Regions from separate parts of the Sus scrofa genome. Here region 1 is linked to region 2. Evidence: chromatin contacts called from public HiChIP or PLAC-seq data. All regions are on one chromosome and are shown on one strand. The core of a region is the stretch at or near the end of the contact, and the rest is flanking DNA. Distances in the headings are between cores, read along the strand shown.

Region 1 (4,799 bases), core at 340-2,839, 270 kb before region 2:
GTAAGAGCTTATCTTAACTTCAAACGCATGGGGAAAATGTCCATTCCATTACAAGGTAGCCACATTAATTCCATTTTACTGTTGACAGATCAATAAGAGAAGGTCAACAGTCTAGTAAATGGCATCACTAAATCAGCACTTACTTTTTCACTTCAAATTTAACCTTGCATAAATATAATTAGAACTTGACTTTGTCAGATGATGTATTTCAGCCGCAAAGCTCTTTGCCTCCTCTGGCAGGTGAATCGTAGGACTCTGTCCCAGTTGCTTCACTATTCCTTCTTGAAATACCTATGAATTAAGACACACATATATCAGGAAGGGTCTAGATAGGAATAAAGAAACCACTCTAGAAATTTCAATCACAGAGAATGGAATACAAGGAAATGGCTTCAAAGATGTTCACAGGGATAAAGCTGTAAAAGAGAAAAGGAAGGTGGCTGCAGAATAAAAAATTGTGATCATGTGAAATCCAAAGTCGATTTTAATGATGGAATGGAGTCTAGGAGCCCAACACTGCCCTGTTAGATACAGTATTATGGACAGTTCTGCATTTGCTGAGCAGAGCTGCTTCTACCAGGGCTCAAATTTCTGAAAAGTTACTGCTTCTCTTCAGGTCGCTGAATCTAAAATCATCCTACCTTTGCAGCATACATCACAATTCCCATCAACTGGCATCAAGTGCCATACTATAGGAACCAGAAGCAGAAAGCTTTACTTTCTTTCAATCTTTTCATCTCACACAAGTGTTCCTATTGGCGGAACACAGGAGTAATAGAAAATCAGCTAAAAACGGGTCATGAAAAATCTAGTTGCAAATTCCCCTTCTTCAGTGCAGAGCAGAATATAGAAGTGAGCATGGGGGCTAAGAGAAAGCTAAATAACTTCTCCAACTTATGTTCAGGATTTGAGCTGTACTCAACATGAAATCAACTAAAAGCCAAGATAGAAATACTATCTTATCATGAAGTAAACATTTTGATTTAGCTGGGTAAAAGTTATATTAGAATATCACTGAGGTTTACATTCAATTAAAAAATTAATAAATATGGCCTTGAATAAATAATGTGTGGGGAAAAGTCATAGGTATTATTTTGGTATATCTGATTGGTTCAAGCAGAGAAGGAGAGACTCAAAGTCACAGTGAGCTTCGAAGCTTTCTTTTCACCTTCTTTCCCTTCCCAGCAGTACACTCCTGGTGAGATGAGAGTTGGGGGGAAGGAGATGCTATCTGTTGTCCTGGATCCTCGATCATGACAGGTGCTATGGTTTCAACCCTTTTCAAGGTTTTCCCCCACCTTATGCGATGGGGGAATCTCTGATGGTCAAGATCCAAGACATTTTTCTGCCCTTAGATGGTTATTATCTCCTACATTCCACTCTATCTATAAGCTCTTCACCCATGCCCTGAGGGCAACAGAGTTTGCTGCTCTTCCCACAAAGGCTTAACACTTTGTTCTACAGGGAAGAGAATTAGTAAGGATCCTAGATGGGTCTTCATGTCTTTTTCTTAGCAGCTGCGGCCACCCTTCCCTGGATGTACCAGGAGGGGGCGCTCTCAGATCTCTCACTCTGCCCAAATCTTTCTCCTAAGCACTAGCTAGGTCCATGGAGGAGCTCTTGTGAGTTGCTAACTTCCCTGTATCTCTGGTTCCCAGTCATTCTGCACTCTCATGCTAACCAATGCTTGGGCTGAGGAATTCATTTTTAAAAAGTTGACTGAATTTTTCTTACCTATTTGCATGTCTCCAGTGTCTGCCTCAAGTAAGCAAGTGATCACATCCCTCTTATTGGAAGCAACGTCTCTGCTCATTTTCAGTTAGTTGATATCTGTACAACCCCAGCACTTTTTGGGTTCAAGAAAAGTTGCAGATTTGTAGGTTATCTGATTTTTTCTTTTTGTAAGTTTGGAGTAATACTTTTTCACACTATCTACACCTTAAGTAGAGACCAGAAACCCACTACATCTTGATTCTCTTGTTTTTGAGGGTATTTTGCAGCTTTCCTCTCCTTACTTTATCTGTTTCTTCACAGATAGTCTTCCTAGTTCAGTGATCCACACATTCTGTTTCAATTTAGTTCTATTGGTGTTTCCCCCACTTGCAAATATAAGATGCCTCCTCAGATCAGTACTGCTAGTTCAGCTTAAGTCTTTCAAGACAAATTTGTAAGAGATTTTTTTTGAACCATTTATTATAATGAGGAAATACTTGTTTTACATACAGCAAATAAGGAAGTATTCACTCTGCTTATTATTTTTGTTGCATGATTATAGAAAAAGTACAAAAATGATGCTTAAGAAGCTAATTATTCCATGCTGAGGTTTGATGTAATGGTTACTTAAGACTTTATATCTAAAACTGACATGAATGATACATTTTTAAGTAGATGTCATTTCTTTGTGATGGCATGCTTTTGACTATCTTTTTAATTCTAAAGTTTTTATGTATTTTCTCATGCAGAAAGAAAACATGATGTCTCAGCAATGTAACTGTTTGAGACTTTCTTAAAATAGAACCTTTATGAAATAATTTCCATAAATATCCTTAGTAAGCTATAATGTGATCTTTAATTATATATATATATGTATAATTTTATATGTATATATTTCAGACATCATCATGTCTTATTTTGTACTTAAAAGTGTGTCTGTAATCTTATAGTTTCAAAAATAAATGCATTTTTGCCTGCCCTTCTTAAAAATTATGCGTACCTTTACATGACATCTTTGATATTAGTATAATATACTTAATACACCTTCATTTTTAGGTGCTTTTATACTTATATACTTTATTTTTAAGCATTGTATACTATAAACTCTTAATGAATTTCCCATTGGTGTAAAATATTACCATTCTAAATTCATAAGATATGTTATCTTTCACCCTAAAATTATTCAGTTTTGCTAAAAACCTAGTTTCCAGTTCTATAGGTGACTCTATACAATAGCTTAGATCCAAAAGGGTAGGACAGGTGGGAGTATTTGGGGGGGGGTCATATATTTTCCCTGGCTTCATAGTATCTGAGGGCCAGATATGATTTCTCTTTGTAATGATGGGAGGTCATAGAGCAGAGTAAAGCCTACAGACTTTGGAGTCAGCCAGACATAAATTTGACTTCTGGCTCTACCACTTGCTAATGCTTACTATATGACTTGAGACATACTAATTAACATTAAGCCTTAGTTTCCTTACTTGAAAAAAAGGGTCTAATAATGGCAGCTGCCTGATAAGAATTCTTGTGATGATTAAGTTTTACATATATATGTAATTTAATTTAATAAACACATTTATACACACAGAGACTCAAAGGTCTTAGCCATACCCTATACAGATTAAGATTTACTGCATAGGAAGTATAATTGTGATGTTGATGGCTTGGAGGCAAGAAGAAGCCAGGAAGGGAAATGAAGTATCATTTACTGAGGACCTACTATCAAAGAGGCACAATGCCAAGAAATTTCTGTGCATGACTTTATTCCCACAATAACACTAGAATGTAGGTATTATTATTTTCATTTTGTAGATGGTTGAATGAAGGGAAGGATGAATTAATGAGAACTTGAGGCATATAATATTCACATCTGTTTCCCAAGTTTAGACAGCCCAAATGACATACCACTGTTTAAGGACTTGAAATATATGTTATTTCTTCTACATTTTTCTTCATCTTTTCTATATCAGTCCTAACCAGGAAAAAAACAAACCTAAGCTATCTTTAAAAGAGTGAGATTTAATAAAGCTCACTGGATATAGGTCATGGAAAAGCTGGAGAGCCAAGCAGAGGCATTGAGGCAACACAGAAACAAGTTAGGAAGAGGCTACCATTTCTAAAATAGAGATCTAAGCAAAGAGGCAGTGTTACTAAACTCGGGGGCTGATGAGAGCTGAAATTATGATGGAACTGTCAAGGAGGACCTGGAGCCAGGCAAGCACCCAGCCACTGGGAAGACATCACCATAAGCAAACAGAGAACCAGGCAGACGTACCCTGGCTTCTTCTTTCCTCCCACTAATTCTCTGATCTTCTCCTGTTTCCTCCCATTGTCAAGCTGCCTAATACAAAAATAAGGAAGATACAGTCTACAGGGGTCAAGAGTGCTGTGATACAGAGCAGAACAAAAGCATGTAAAATGGACCTGGAAACAAACTGCCAAGGATAGGCATTCTGAATTTGCCCATACTCCCTTCCAAAGTGTCCCCACTTTCTTCAGTCTATTGCCTGTGTCAAACACTCTCATCTTTTTTTTTTTCCACTTGGTAAATTTTCAGTTACATATTTTTACACAGCTGCTAATTTTCTGTTTTTCACGTCACTTATGTAAGTCTCTTGGGGACCAGGATTGTTTTAATTCAATCTGACAAATACCCAACCTCTCCTCCTATTGAGAGAGGTGCCTATAGACACTGAATGATAATGAAGGTGGGTTTTGAATCATGGCAGATGAATACATCTTTCATGTACCATCTGCTTCCTGAAGTGCGTTGAAGACAAATAGTTTACGTTGACTCCACGTTTGGCTGCTCCCAGATTAGCAGCCATGAAGTTTTTTATTCCTAAAATGCTTGAGTAGGGTTGATTTGATTTCTTTACTAGCAAAGTTTGTGTTGATTTTTCTATTTATGAACTCACTATTTATTTATTTATTTGCTTTTTAGGGCTATACGCATGGCATATGGAGGATCCCAGGCTAGGGGTCAAATCAGAGCCACAGCCACAGCAATGCAGGATCTGAGCCACATCTGTGACCTACACCACAGCTCACAGAAATGCCAGATCCTCAATCCACTGAGCGAGGCC
Region 2 (4,797 bases), core at 50-2,549:
ACATTAACGCTTAGGCCAGCTCCATTTTGCTCCCCTATAATCAGTAGACAAGCTAAAGGTAGAAATATGCCAGGAACTAGCCTTCCTAGAGAGTGTGGCAATAATTCTCACTGCCAGAGTTATGCTTGCATTAGTACCATGAAAAGAAAATGTTATTCCCCACTTGTGTCACATTCTCCTCACCAGGAAGGGAGTTGGCTGCTGGGTATTGCCCCACCCAATCAATATACTTCTACTTTGAATAGAAAAATTCAAACTGGGGAGTTCCTACTGTTGTGCAATAGGTTAAGAACCTGACTGCTGCTGGCTTGGGTTGCTGCAAAGGAGGTATGGGTTTGATACCTGGCCTGATGCAGTGGGTTAAAGAATCTGGTGTTGCCACAGTCGTAGTGTAGACTGCAGCTGCACCTTGGATTAAATCCCTTACATATGCTGCACCTTGGATTAAATCCCTTACATATGCTGTGATGTAGCCATAATAAAAAAGAAAAAAGGAAAAATTCCAACTGGGGCTCAAGCACAGGGATTCCTTGAATAGGGCTGAACTATCACCTTTCTCTGAACCAAGACACAGTGGCCAAGAAAAAAAAAAAGCACAATGGCTTTATCCTTTTACCCATTCATTGAACTATTTGTGTTGAAGGCTCTACAATGTATCCTCAGTTGAGCATAACAGGTAAAGCAAATTGAAAGATGCGTATGTGGCTTTTGAGACATTTACCAATAATTGCTTGCAGTATATTTCTTCCATGTAGCCTTAATCTATTTATTGCTAATGATCTTGCTTTGAGAGTTAGCAAAAGGAAAAACTTTGAAATAAGCAAGATCTAAATATATCATTTACATTTTTTCAAACATGTCCTCATTATTTCTCTTGTCCTGCAAATGTCAGAATACAATTGTTCTATTTTCACATGTTTGCTCCAGGAGGAATTCTCTTTCTACCTTTGGTTTAGTGCTTTGAACCATTACTTCCATTGGCTTGCTACTTTTTCTTCTGTCGTCTTGTGCTCAAAGACCCCGTTCTCTCCTTGAATAGCTCTTTTTCCCACTACTTCAGAACCACTGAGCTAGCTATATCAGGAGGAAATGCTTTTAAAAGCTCATCTATGAAATCTATCTTGCCATTTCTAAATGATAAGTGTGACTGGGTTAAAGAATTTAAAGTAGGCCACCCAGCAATATTTTTGCCAATCCAAGCCAATTTCCAAACATTTCTGACAATAAAATTGGGCTTTAAAAAAAAAAAAAAACCTCTTAATGCTTAGTGTTGGCAGAGTGTGGTTGCTAAATGGGGATATGAGAAAGAATTTGTCATAATCCTCCTACTCAAAATTGCTAGTGTGCTAGAGTGAACTCCTGGTGTCATTAATGATACTTTTTCTAGATTTTGACCTAAGAAAATATCTAAGGCAGGATCTTAATGTATTCTAAAAAAAACTATAACAAAACATTAAGTTTAAGATAAAAATATAATTTTCCTGTCTTCTCAGTCATAAATCAATCATATTTATTCTAGTATTAAAAAAATGTTGGGGGAAAAGAACGTTCTGAACATATAAGCGTATTAAATCATTCTCAGATAATATGTAGGGTATTTATTGAGTATCTAATCTAGTTAAGATACTTGGTAAGTGCACATGAATCACAGAGGTAGAAAAAATAGACATGGGCAGTTTCACATAAGCAATAGTATATGTGACTCAACTAAAACTCAGCACACAGCTCCCTACAGAGTTTTCAAAGATTTTCTCCCCAGTCAGGGCACTAAGAACAATGGATATACAGTTTGAGAAGTGTTATAATATATTTTATTGTTGTTGAGGAATAATCTGTTAATAATAAGCATTATGGTCATTAGTATTCTTCTCCTAGGATTACCAAGCATAAAATCAATACACAATGTTTTTAAATTATTTTGTATAAGTTCCTCTAAAAATCAAACAATATGGAATTATCATGTAGGGTCATTTTTCTGAAAAGTCTCAGCATGCAAAGGATAATTTCAGTTTCAAGACCAAAAGCAGGTAATGAGAGATATGACAACCATATCCTGGTTATGCTAACTTCCTAACATTGGAGACAGTACAGGACCACAGAACATGCAAGTCATAATTGTAATGAAAAGTTCCTTTCAAAATTGCATGCTGTTCTGACAAATTTTCTAGTTCCTTGGATACCTAATATTAGACATTTTACACATTCTTTGGTTGGAAGGCTTGGTTAGAGCATGGGAACAGTTACTTAGATTAGACAGTGGTTTCCATGGATAAGTGAAACTTAACCTCTTTGATTGGTTTTCCATCAGTAAAATCATGAAATCAAAATAACAGCTTAAAAGTCTGGTCCAGTCTTCAACAAACTGGAAGATGTGCAAATAAGTACACAGACATTTAATCTACCCAAGCCAAGGTAGGTAGAGTCATCTCTAGCGCCTGTGTTTCTCAGTCCTGTTCCTCCCCTCCTGGCCACACTTGGGCAGGATCTTCCCTTGTCACTGTGAGATGGCTGGAAACTGAGGACAGGTTCTTACTGCACAAACCAGCTGCATAGGGAATCCCTTCCCATGCTTCTCTGAGAAGAAAAAGAAGCTTTTCTTTCCTAGAAGCCATAGCAAACATCTCCAGTGTCTCGCTGGCTCTGACACTGTGTTACATGCCCTCCTCTGAATTAATCCCTATGAGCAAAGATTTGGGACACACAGACACCTCTAAGCCAAGGGTTAATTGGATTCCATACCTGAGGCTTCAGGGCAAGGGGAAAATCCTTCCTGAAGCCTCCTGATGAAGAGTGGGGAGCAGGTGGATTTCCTGAAGTGCAGTTAGGGTAGGATGTATGAAGGAAGGAAGAGCAGGTGCTACTGACAGCACCAAAGGTTTCCATTTTAGCTTCCTTCATGTAGGTTTTGGTGTCCTTCTTATAAACGAGAACTACTGGGAGATTTTTCCAAGACACATGTAAATAGAAGTGGGAGAAGGAGAGAAAAAACTCTAAATCCCTTTCAAGGTGATTCTAACTGACAAACTTGTTTGTGAGCACATTAGATTCAGCCTTTGTCAATTCCCAGAATTAAGGAAGGAGTGGTTTTGAAGTCTGAAGTGGTGGAAACTGGTGAGAATCTTAAATCCTCCAAACAAGAGGTGCTATCTTCACACCCTGCATTATATAGGCAAAATAAATACCTAATAACTTTTTCCCTCTCTCCATTATAATTCTAACATTTCTTATCACTTCCTACTTTATGGTTCCACCAGTCCTATTCAATACGAGTACAACACAAATGCAGATGCAGTCACATACATAATTTAAATTTTCTAGAAGTCACATATAAAAAGGTAAAAAGAAGATATCATTAATTTAAAAATTGATTTAACTTAAAATATTCTAAATATTATATCTTGAATATACAATCAGTTTAAAATATTATTGATATTTTTCACTTTCCTTTTGAAAAAAATTTTATACTGTCTTTGAAATCCAGTGTTTAGCCACATTATACAGGACTGAGTAATTCCATATTCTAGTCATATTAACTACTTCTTCTTTCCTGATGTATTCACTTTTATCTTACTTCTTTACCTCTCATATGCAATTTTCTGGCTTGGAACACACTTTTCTCTTTCTCTCTGTTTCCAAACTTAGCTTCATTGATCTTAGTAAATGTATTTTTATCTTTTAGGACTGTTGTTGGTTATCAGTGCATCCAGAAAGCCTTCCCCCAGCCCTGTATAGATTATAAGGCTCCCCTAGGGCCCTTTGCTCATCCCAGTCATTCACACGAATATCAAGAGTTTTGGACTCAACAAACCACAGATCTAGCAAGAAAGATTTAAAATAGACCATAATCCTCTTGAGGCCAAAGATTTTGTCTTATTCATTATTGTATGCACTGAAGTCAGTCCAGTGCCTAGAATGGAGTAAAGACCCAAAAAATATTAGTGGAATGAAGAAAAGAGGGAAGCATCACAAGTTTAAAATAACTTGAACTCTCACCCAAAGTTTAAGACTTCAATAGCAACAAACATTTCTACTGGGATATTGTATTCCTTCCTCAGTGGTGAACAAACTGAAGTCTGCCAATATCTCTCCTTCCCCATTCATGGGTGATTTCACATGAATGTAAACACACTTCAGATAATCTTTGTTGATTTCATTTATAGGACCATTTTAAAATACTTATATCTAGGAATATGATGAATAACTAAATCTAAAAGTTTTTTTTTTCAAATGGATTTATCACATGCCAGGCACTGTGCTCAGTGCTCTTACATTATGACTTGATGTCAAAACATCCCAAATAAAGTATTAAATATGTTAAAGTATTAAATCACTAAGATGTTTTTAAAAATCCAGTTATAGTAAAATACAGCATAGTGTTAAGATCGTAAACAGCATGGATTTATATCCCAGCTTCAGTCTTACTAGTGACTTAAGTATGGCCAACCTTCTTAATGTCACAGTTTATTGCTCAGAAATATTAACTGCTCTCTACCTCCCGTGAAAAGAATAAAGTTTGTTTAACCACCATTTGACTATGGACTTGACTCTGTCCTATCTTACTTTGGCCAGTGAGATATCGACAGATGTGGCTCAAGCAGAAGCATAAAAAGAACTCCTTAACTATGTCATGTCCAAAACAAAATACCCCCAAGCTATCTGACTAGAGCCTGGAAAAGAAAGTGAAACTTGTAGAGTTCTCCGCCAACTAACAGTGGAGCCTCCCAGCCCAACCTAGCCAAGACCAGCTTTCTCTGAGCTAACTTACATAGTCAAGGAAATATGATTATTAATTTAAGC

The links. HiChIP or PLAC-seq counts read pairs in DNA pulled down with a chosen protein or histone mark.
Region 1: an H3K27ac HiChIP or PLAC-seq map of alveolar macrophages shows a contact between it and region 2. The contact joins two enhancer-like sites. A contact is called at or near these places in 3 of 47 Hi-C or Micro-C datasets (alveolar macrophages, heart right ventricle and liver) and 1 of 2 datasets of contacts at active chromatin or transcription factors (alveolar macrophages).

Annotation. Positions count from the first base shown.
Region 1 is chr8:28,426,166-28,430,964 of Sscrofa11.1, reverse strand. No RefSeq gene overlaps it. Among named protein-coding and RNA genes, the nearest start is that of NWD2, 370 kb to the left of the region's middle. Within about 2 kb of position 1,589, at least 2 of the 83 cell types and tissues checked have an H3K27ac peak or open chromatin away from gene starts, as enhancers often do. A contact at or near this core is called in alveolar macrophages, where this site is marked.
Region 2 is chr8:28,155,218-28,160,014 of Sscrofa11.1, reverse strand. No RefSeq gene overlaps it. Among named protein-coding and RNA genes, the nearest start is that of DTHD1, 160 kb to the right of the region's middle. Within about 2 kb of position 1,299, at least 1 of the 83 cell types and tissues checked has an H3K27ac peak or open chromatin away from gene starts, as enhancers often do. A contact at or near this core is called in alveolar macrophages, where this site is marked.